Regions from separate parts of the Hordeum vulgare genome. Here region 1 is linked to region 2. The links are chromatin contacts, called in public Hi-C maps. All regions are on one chromosome and are shown on one strand. The core of a region is the stretch at or near the end of the contact, and the rest is flanking DNA. Distances in the headings are between cores, read along the strand shown. Region 1 has its middle 72 kb from the start of LOC123439837. Region 2 holds the start of LOC123439837 (serine/threonine-protein kinase-like protein At3g51990).

The links. Hi-C and Micro-C count contacts between places; a contact is called where the count stands out from the background.
Region 1: a Hi-C map of leaf shows a contact between it and region 2, with 4 times the contacts expected there. The contact joins the enhancer-like site here to the promoter of LOC123439837 in region 2. A contact is called at or near these places in 3 of 6 Hi-C or Micro-C datasets (leaf and seedling) and 1 of 1 datasets of contacts at active chromatin or transcription factors (embryo).

The regions. Positions count from the first base shown.
Region 1 is chr1H:391,123,408-391,128,140 of MorexV3_pseudomolecules_assembly, reverse strand. It overlaps the pseudogene LOC123399480. Among protein-coding and RNA genes, the nearest start is that of LOC123439837, 72 kb to the right of the region's middle. Within about 2 kb of position 2,145, at least 3 of the 3 cell types and tissues checked have open chromatin away from gene starts, as enhancers often do. A contact at or near this core is called in leaf and seedling, where this site is marked.
Region 2 is chr1H:391,050,302-391,055,066 of MorexV3_pseudomolecules_assembly, reverse strand. LOC123439837 (serine/threonine-protein kinase-like protein At3g51990) reads left to right here and starts at 1,409. Exons shown (of 1, transcript XM_045116490.1): 1 at 1,409-3,947. The coding sequence starts at 1,424. The coding sequence ends at 3,292.

The DNA.
Region 1 (4,733 bases), core at 896-3,395, 72 kb before region 2:
TACTCTCAGGCCTAAACGTGGACCGAAAGTGGACTGCAATTTAATTGAGTCAGTCGGGTCTTGAACTCGAGACCTCTTGGCTCTGATACCATGTAGAAGTGTATGCTCTAGCCAATGCAACCAAAAGACCGATCTGATAAAAGAGACTAGGCAACACATTATACGTCAACAGGACCGGCACGGTGGCTAGAGGAAGGAGTGGTGCGTGCGGTAGAGACGAGCACGACAGCTCGAGGATGGCGACGGACGCAACACCGACCGGCAGCTCGAATCGAACGAACCACAAATATAGACGATCGAGCACGGCCGTGAAACACATGCTCTGGATCCGCACGGGACACGTGTCGTGTATGCACAGCAACGTCGTCGTCCCCGTCCCCGTCCCCGTCCCAATGCAGTGGAGCGATGCCGACCGGGGTAGAGGCGTTAGTTTTTCTTTATAATGAGGGAGAAAAAGAGAAGGGTCTTTTTTTCACACACGGAAAAAAGAGAAGGTGAGCCACGCACGCGCATGCAGCGTAAATATTCCTCGCCTCGGTGCTAGCGGGACAGGGTGCTGGCCCACGACGTTCGCGTGGGGTGGACCGGCCATTATGCCGTTTGATCCTAGGTTTTGGGGTAGGTTACGTACGGTTTTGATGGGTTTTAAAAACCATATTCATAATTTTTCAATTTTGTAAATATATAAATGGAACATATTTTATTTGCTAATTTTATAAAAAAAACAGCTGGTATTTTAAAATGTTCATTGTGTAATGAAAATCGTATTAAAAAGTCATCATGCATTCAAAAAATGTTCTTGTCTATTAAAAGATTGGTCAACATAGATTGAGAAACCGCTCATCATAGTGTAACTCAAAAATGTTTGTCATATATTTTAAACTTATCCATGTAACTAAGTCATCGAAAATTTGTCCATGTAATTTTTTTAAAGTGTTCACATGTTTTAGATAATTCTAGTGTATTTTCAAAAGTTTTTACAAATTTAAAAAATTAGCACAGATTTTAAAAATCAAAAAACAAGGCAAAAAATAAAAGGCACGTAAATAATAAACTGACCAGAAAACACGCAAAAAAGAAGAAAATAAAAAAAAGATAGGAAAACCAAACACAAACTAAAATTAAAAAAAGAAAAACAGTGCACACGGATGCAAGGAGACTCCACCAAACAGCGGAACCAAAGGAGCAAAATGGACCTTATGCATTTTTTAGATAGTGGAGATACATCATCAAGTTACTTTTCTTCTATCGGAATAGTACATTGTAAGTCAAGAAGGTTTTCATTAGTTTCTGGCTGTTACGTGCTATATTTAGGGAAACGTTTCTGATCCATGCGCCGGCCGAACCGGTCGCATGAGACCCCGCGTGACCCGCTGACTGGGCATGCAACATTTTTCGTTTAAATTGGTTGCAATCAGCGTCATATTTGCTGCAAACGTTTTTTGCTACATTTGTCCAGTAAAAAAGTTACATATACGTTTGGTTGTAACTTCAGTTCGTTGAATTTTTCATTACAATCGATGTTTTTTTACTTTTGCTACAACCGTGTTAATTTTTGTTACGACCGACATCATTTTTTGCTGCAACCGTTCACTAAAAAAGTTGCATACACGTTCACATAGATATTTGTTACAACCGGTGTTTGACTTTTGCTACCACGTACCATCAACTTTGTTTTTTTGCTACGATCACGTGGATATTTTTTTTATAAATTTTGTTTTTTGTTGCAACCGTTGAAAAAATTGTTACATCGTGTCAAATTTTTGCTACATCGAGAAAAAAATGTTGCATGAAGATCCAACGGTGCGGACGCGCGGGGTTGGTGGATCGTGCGGCCCGCGCGAGGCCGGCCGAAAGTTTGGATCGATCCGGTTTGGTACAGTGATGACGGTGTGGTATATACAGGTCTGCACAGATGTGCAGCAGAAGTTCAGCAGCGTTCAATTCGTCACGGAGCAATTTGAACAAACGTGCAGCAAATAACCTTCTTTCTTGAGATAGAACAAATGAGTTGGGGCACGCAGCATGCATTTTGGACAAGGACAGTGGTCGGCGAGCGAGCAGCTGAACGTGCAGTGCACTGGACCCCTTTGAGAACGGACAACGTGGTGGGCGGCTGAGCATGACGGTACGTGCACCGATCAACAGCGGCAGACGAAGCAAAGGGATCCGGCAACAGCAAGACGCCCAGAGGCCAGAGCCACTGCTCATTCCACAAGCAGCTCGTGACCGACGAAGGAAACAAAACCATCTCCTTCTTTGCCACTGCATCTTTTCAAAACGAATAGCACAGTTTTTGATGTGTTTTTCTTTTAAACGGTATAAAACTTTATTCCTCGTATAATAGCCATGTCGTTTATAAGAAAGTGAGAAATAAAGTCCGGAAATGAAGAATCCCAAAAATCAGAGGATCAAGTCCTAAAGCTGATCAGGTCAAAAAAAAAAAAAAAACCCAGCGCCAGAGCTATTTCGCGGTCAACGCCCGATTAGGTATTTCTTTTCTTTCGCTGGCATTTCTCGTTCGCTGGAATTGCTACACTTTGTTGATTTGGACTGGGTTTTTTGTTTTTTTTTCTTATTTTCATTTCTTTTTTGTTTCCTTTCCTTTTACCTCTTTTCTTCATGTTTTTCTTTGGTTGTTCTTTCACTGGGTTTTTCTTTCTTTTCTCGGTTTCACTGGTTTTCCCTTTCTTCTTTTCTTCTTTTTCTTTGGTCTTTTGTTTCTTTTCTAGTTTCACTGTTTTTTCACTTATATTTTTGGTATACATCTAATACATTTTATAATACATGTTTTAGAAAATTAAAACACAAGATTAATATTTTTAATACATGGTTAACATTTATCAATACACGGTGTACATTATATTAGTGCCGGCTAATGTTTTTACACACACAATGTACATTTATTGTATACATCAGGAACATTTGTATATACATGTTTCACATTTTTAAGATCAGAATTAACTTTTGAACTATTAATTTTATATCCACTTTTACTCAATGTATGGTTTATACTTTTTCATATACACCAAGAGTATCAATATATACATTTAACATTTTTTAAATACACGATCTACATTTTTTCATACGCACTGTATTTATATATATTTTTTGTATACAAGGAAAAATATCTATACACATTCAACATTTTTCAAATGATTAATTATCTTTTTTATGTATGTTCAACCTTTTCTTACACATTGTGTATATTTTTATGCTTTGCGTATACATGAAAAACTTTTCTCTATACAGATTTAACATTTTTTTAATGTTTAATGTAAGTGTTTTCTTTTTATAATAGTATACAATTGCTCGTGCGTTGCAATAGGTGTAAATATTCTATAATATGTTAGCTCATGATTACCTTCCATATTAATGTGATTGTCTAAATAATTGTTATCAAATCATGCTCCTGATTTTCCTACCTAAATAAGTTTAGGATTTTATTTAGTAATCCCTTAGTAAGGACTTAATGTATTGCCAAATAAAACATACTTTTATTTAATAAGTCAATAAAGAGAAGGGAGAATTGGACAAAGAACGAGGTGGGCGAAAAAAATCGTTTTTTTAGTAGGAGAGATATATATTTACAATATTGGGATGTATACAGAAAAATTAGAAAAGAAACCAAAAAATAAAAATAAAAACATGTGAAAAACCACTAGAAAAAGACGAGCGCTTCAAGGCCCGCGGCCTCCCGCACATTGAGTCGCATAACTTGCTCTTTAGAACCTTCAACGTAAATCCCTACTTTGGACCGGGCGTGTGAATGACCGAAATCCCTCGGTATGACCCAAATCGAGGGGTGGAGTAGGAAGTCTCGTTGTCGAACACTGGTAATCCAAACTCCTTCTCCATGGAGCCCTGCAATATTCAGTGAAGCTCAACACTCCCACCTATTCATATCCGTAGTGTGGTCACCCAAGGAGCCTCCCTCGTCTATTAAAGTCCGTCGGTGGCCCCCAAACGCAAGCCACCCCCATTACTTCCTATGGTGCGTGAGCGCGTGACATGGCACGTGTAGCTTGCCATCAAGGATCACGTGTACCATGTGCGGCTGCTGAAAACCCCGAGCTCGAAGAAGGAAGAGGAGGATGACATATGCCTCATGGGGCTCATGGAGGTGAAGGGGTACGACGACCATGTGGGACTCGTGGAGGAGGAGTAACTCGTAGTCGTCACGGGAGAAGACACGGTTGGCATTGCAACTGAGGGTGGCAACGCTATCCGAGGCCCATCATGGAAGGAGGCAGAGGCGTGGTACCACTTGGCGCTGGGCAAGGACGCCAAGCACCTTGCGGCGGTGGTGTAACTCGTTGTCGTGGCTGGAACCATGTCATCCTCAAGTCCATCGAGGTCGAGCATGTGGTGACGACGAACCACCATGACTTTTTTAAAATAAAACTTCCACTTTATTAATTAGAAATAATAGTTACATCCTCCAAAAGAAAAGATACAATATTATTCATTGGCTCCTCAAACCAATCTCTAGTGAGTGAAAAATTTGCTATCCGAGCAATTTCATGAGCCACCTTATTGGCTTTCCTATTACAATGTTCAAAACTAATTTGAGGGAAATCACAAGCCAGAAAATAGTAGTCATCAAAAACTGCCGCTGCCGGTCTCACCGATTGTCCTCCATTATTCATTGTATCAATCACTTTCATATTGTCCTAGTTTACTATCACGTGATTTGCAACCTGCCTTCTGTGCAAGAAATAGTCCAAACTTTA
Region 2 (4,765 bases), core at 160-2,659:
TTCCTATAATTATTTATCCCTCTCATCATCATTAAGCAAATCCATCACCGTGCGGTTCAAAAGTTACCACTGTCATTGGACGGTTTGGTTGGACCCCTTAGTTTGTTACCATCCCTCTTATCATCATTTCTTATACATTAGACCAGTTTGTGTCTTCGACCCGTCATTGGACGGCTTGGTTGGACCTTTCAGTTTTGATGTGAGGTTTGTGTAGGCGGACCTAATTGTGTGCACGCCTTTCGTAATTTGATAGATGGACCGTTATTGTCTAAGAAGGTGGCTTCAGATTTATTAATATATATTTTACAAAATCTTGATGAATAATTAATAACATGACAATATACATAGTCATGCATCTCATGCAGAGGGGTCAGTCTCCTTTTCAAAAATAGTAATGTTGTTTTTATACCTAAACAATTATAGTTGTCAAGAACTGTTTAATTTTTGGGAAAGTCTTACCTTTCACCGGTTGATCCGCGCGATCCATCCGTCGACCGCTCGTCCGCTGGATCTCGCCTCGACCTAATAACCGTTTTCTGAAACTGGACCGTTGTTTCAGAAACTGGATAGTTGTTTCAGAAACTGGAACAGCGTCTAATCGCGAACTGTTTCCCGAAACTGGATCGTTGTTTCAGAAACTGGACAGTTGTTTCAGAATCTGGAACAACGTGGTGACCAGCTTCCCAGAGGCCGGGAGGCGACGAAGGTCGGCGGGGGAGAGGTACTCGAGGAGGAAGTGGTAGCGGAGCACGTCGGCGAGGTCGGACCCGTGGCGGCCACGAACGCCGAGGGCGACTATGAAAGGTCGGCGTTGGGCACGGCGAGCAGCGTCGGCAAGGACCGTCTGGACGTCGACGACAGCGGCCGGAGGAGCGCCAGCAGCAGCAGCCCCGCCAACGCGAGGAGGACGAGGCACCGCGAGATCTGTCCCCGCATCTATTGTTTTCCCAAACGCGGCTATTGTTTGTGCAACTCGACCTGTGTTTCACGAACTATTGGGTGCAGAACATAGATCGGACGGCTGCACCGATACATCCAGTGGTCGTTGAGGTGGCCCGCCGGTGTACGGGTAGCAGCTCTTTTAATTTTTTATAATTATAATTATTTAGATACAGATGAAGTAATAATAGGAAAAATCGGGATTCTGGGATTCATCATTTCCGATAATTATTTATCCCTCTCATCATCATTAAGCAAATCCATCCCCGTCCTGTTCAAAAGTTTTTACCACCGCCGGTCCGTCCAGTCCGAGTCCCCGACCCAGGCCCCGCAGCCGCGCGGAGACCAAGCGCCCTTCTCCAAAAACCACGCAGCCCCTCCGCGCTACCGTTCCAACACCACACTTGTCTCCTCCTCCCCCCGCCTCGGATCCCCTTTCCGCCCCGCCCCGCCCCGACGGCCGCCTCCGCCCGGCCCATCCCGGATGGGGTACCTCTCCTGCCGGGCGGACTCGTCGGCGGCGACGTGCCGCTCCATCACGGCCATCTCGCCGCTCCCCATCTCGCGCCGCGCCAGGGGCCCCGCCGCCTCGCTGCCGCCCGCCGCCGCGCCGGTGATCGAGCGCTTCGCCTACGACGACCTGGAAGCCGCCACCTCGCACTTCGCCGACGCCGCGCTGCTCGGCCGGGGCAGCCACGGGGCCGTCTACAAGGCCGTGCTCCCCTCGGGCCGCGCCGTCGCCGTCAAGCGCCCCTCCCCGCGCCGCGCCGAGGTGGACAACGAGATCCGCATCCTCTCCTCCGTGCGCGGCCCGCGCCTCGTCAACCTCCTCGGCTACTCCGACCCCGGCCCCGGCCCCGACCCGCTCCGCCGCCCGCGCCTGCTCGTCGTCGAGTACATGCCCAACGGCACGCTCTACGACCTGCTCCACTCCAACCCGCGCCCGCCCGGCTGGCCCCGCCGCGTCCGCCTCGCGCTGCAGACCGCCAGGGCGCTGCGCGCGCTCCACGACGCCGAGCCCGCCGTCATCCACCGCGACGTCAAGTCCGCCAACGTCCTGCTCGACGCCCACCTCGACGCGCACCTCGGCGACTTCGGCCTCGCCCTCCGCATCCCCAAGACGGACGGAGGCGCCGCCAATGCCGCCACGCCGGCGCCCGCGGGCACGCTCGGCTACCTCGACCCGGCCTACGTCACACCGGAGAGCCTCAGCACCAAGACCGACGTCTTCAGCTTCGGGATCCTGTTGTTGGAGATCATGAGCGGACGCAAGGCCATCGACGTTCAGTACTCGCCGCCCTCCGTCATCGAGTGGGCGGTGCCCCTGCTACGCAAGGGGAAGGTCGTCGCGTTGTTTGACCCACGGGTAGCGCCGCCCCGCGACCCAGTCACTCGAAGAGACCTGGCTTCGCTGGCTTTAAGTTGTGTACGGTCCTGCCGGGAGCGACGGCCTTCAATGGCTGACATTGTTGACAGGCTCGTCGTCCTCAGCAAGGCGGTGTCCGCCAAGGTGTGGAACGGGATGGCGGTGGTAGGAAACCCTTGTGCGATCGTTGATGTCCAGAAGACCATCTCCAAGCGAGCTGCTGCATCAGAGAAGGAATCGACTTCAGCATTGGCATTTGATGACGATGAAAAGGAGGCAGATGCAACCTTGGAGGAGCTAGTGCCACTGGTGGGTGCCAAGAAACCACCACGGCCATTGAAGAACGGAAAGGTGTTCTCTGAGGCAGGGGATGGGGAGAGGAGGAATCTCTTGGAGCTGATGGCTCGGATTGATGGTGTTGCAGGCCAAAGATTTGGCATTAGTCGGGCAAGAACAGTGCGCGGCACTAGTGATCTTATGCAAAAGGATGCAGTCTTGATTCTGAGGAGGAACCAAACCGTCAGAGTGGTTGAATCAGAGGCACTCGGTAAAATTGATAGGGTTTCACATTTAGATGCAAGCATCAAGCATAAAACAGTGAAAGAACATGAGAAGGCAGGGAAAATCCAAGACAAGGCAGATGAAATTCAAGAGAAAGCAGAGAAAATCCAAGATAAGTCGGATGGAATGCAAGAGAAAGCAGAGAAAGTCCAAGAGAATGAAGGCAAAATCCAAGAAAAGCTAGGGGAAACCCTTGACAAAGCTGAGAATATCCAAGAAATTACGGTGCAAATCCTTGACAAAGCTGAGAAAATCAAGGAAAAGACGAGGCAGATCCTCGACAAAGCTGAGAAAATCCAAGGCACGCCGGAGAAAGTCCAAGAAAATGAAAGAAAAATCCAAGAGCACACAGAGGTAGTCCAACACAATGCGGAGAAGATCCAAGACAAAGCAGAGAAGATCCAATGCAAGTTGAAAGAAAGTTAAAATTACAAAATTATTCTTGAGGCCAGCTTAATGAATTATTGTTGGCAGTCCATCTCAAGGACAAATGGTCATGAAGTCATGAGGTACCACCAATCCTATTCTTCTGGTGCTGGCATGGTAATATCTGTTCTATCCAAATAGAGTGGCCTGGCTGTGACTCGTGATGATTTACCAGTAAGACCTTGGAATTCAAATCCTAGCTACGTGGTCCGTGGGTTGCAGCATTACTACTGTGCCAGCAATGTTATCAATCAAGGTCACATGGTACTGGCACTGTCAAAACTCTGAAGCCTGAACGACAGCACAGTCCAGTACGTCATGAGATGATGATAGAGCACTTGGGTGCTGTTAATGCAGTTCACACTCCATGTAAGCAACTGATGTTCATTTTGCTGCTTCAGATCAAATCATGTGAAGCTTCAAAATGACCATCCGTTGAAGGCATGCCTTTGGTCCAAATAGATTGTTGTTGTAGCTTTTGTGCAGCTTCCTTGATTCTTTTCCCTGTGTCTGCATACAAGAGTCACCAAGTGCTCCATTGATTTGTATGTATAAGCAGGACGGCAGATGAAGTGGATGTTAAGAGGAAAAAAAATATTTTGACATTTCCATCTTCAGAAGGTACATAAAGAACTGCCACCCTGCTGTGCTCTTACTCTTCCATGTGCTAGGCGTGCTACAGTTATATACTGCTGTTGGCACTGCTGTATTTTATTGCTTGTGTCGACCAATACCTCTTCAAAAAACGAGCAGCTGCAGTGTGTCGTTACTTTAGGCTGTGAGTAACCGTACTATTCAAATGAAGGCTCTAGGAGAATTTCTCGTCATATTGGGGAAGAAATAATTCAACCATTGTGTTCATTAATACGTACTGTACTTCATTGTCCCTGTTGCTGCATGAGTGATAAGGCATAGTTTCCACAAATCTATTGTGGAGTACGTTTAACCTTTACAAGTGTTCTGTTTGGTTTGAAGAACGAATCACGAATGAATGGATGGTGGCTAGTCTTTTCTTCAGCATCCTTGGACAGATTTTGATCGGGCGCCTCACTCTTATCTACTCCCTCTGATCCATAATACCTGTCGCTCAAATGGATGTATCTAGCACTAAAATACGTCTACATGCAACCATTTGAGCGACAAGTACTCCCTCCGTCCCAAAATTCTTGTACTCCCTTCGTTCCTAAATATAAGACCTTTTAGAGATTTCACTATGAACTACATACGGATGTATATAGACACATTTTAGAGTATAGATTCACTCATTTTGCTCCGTATGTAGTCCATAGTGAAATATCTAAAAGGTCTTGTATTTAGGAACGGAGGGAGTATTAGTTTTGTTTAAAAATAGATGTATTGACATTTTAAAACGTGACTAGATACATTTATATCTAGTCAAATTTAAGACATGAATTTTGGGATGGAGGGAGTAATATGGATATGAGGGAATATTTTGAATTTGGTTGGTGCGTT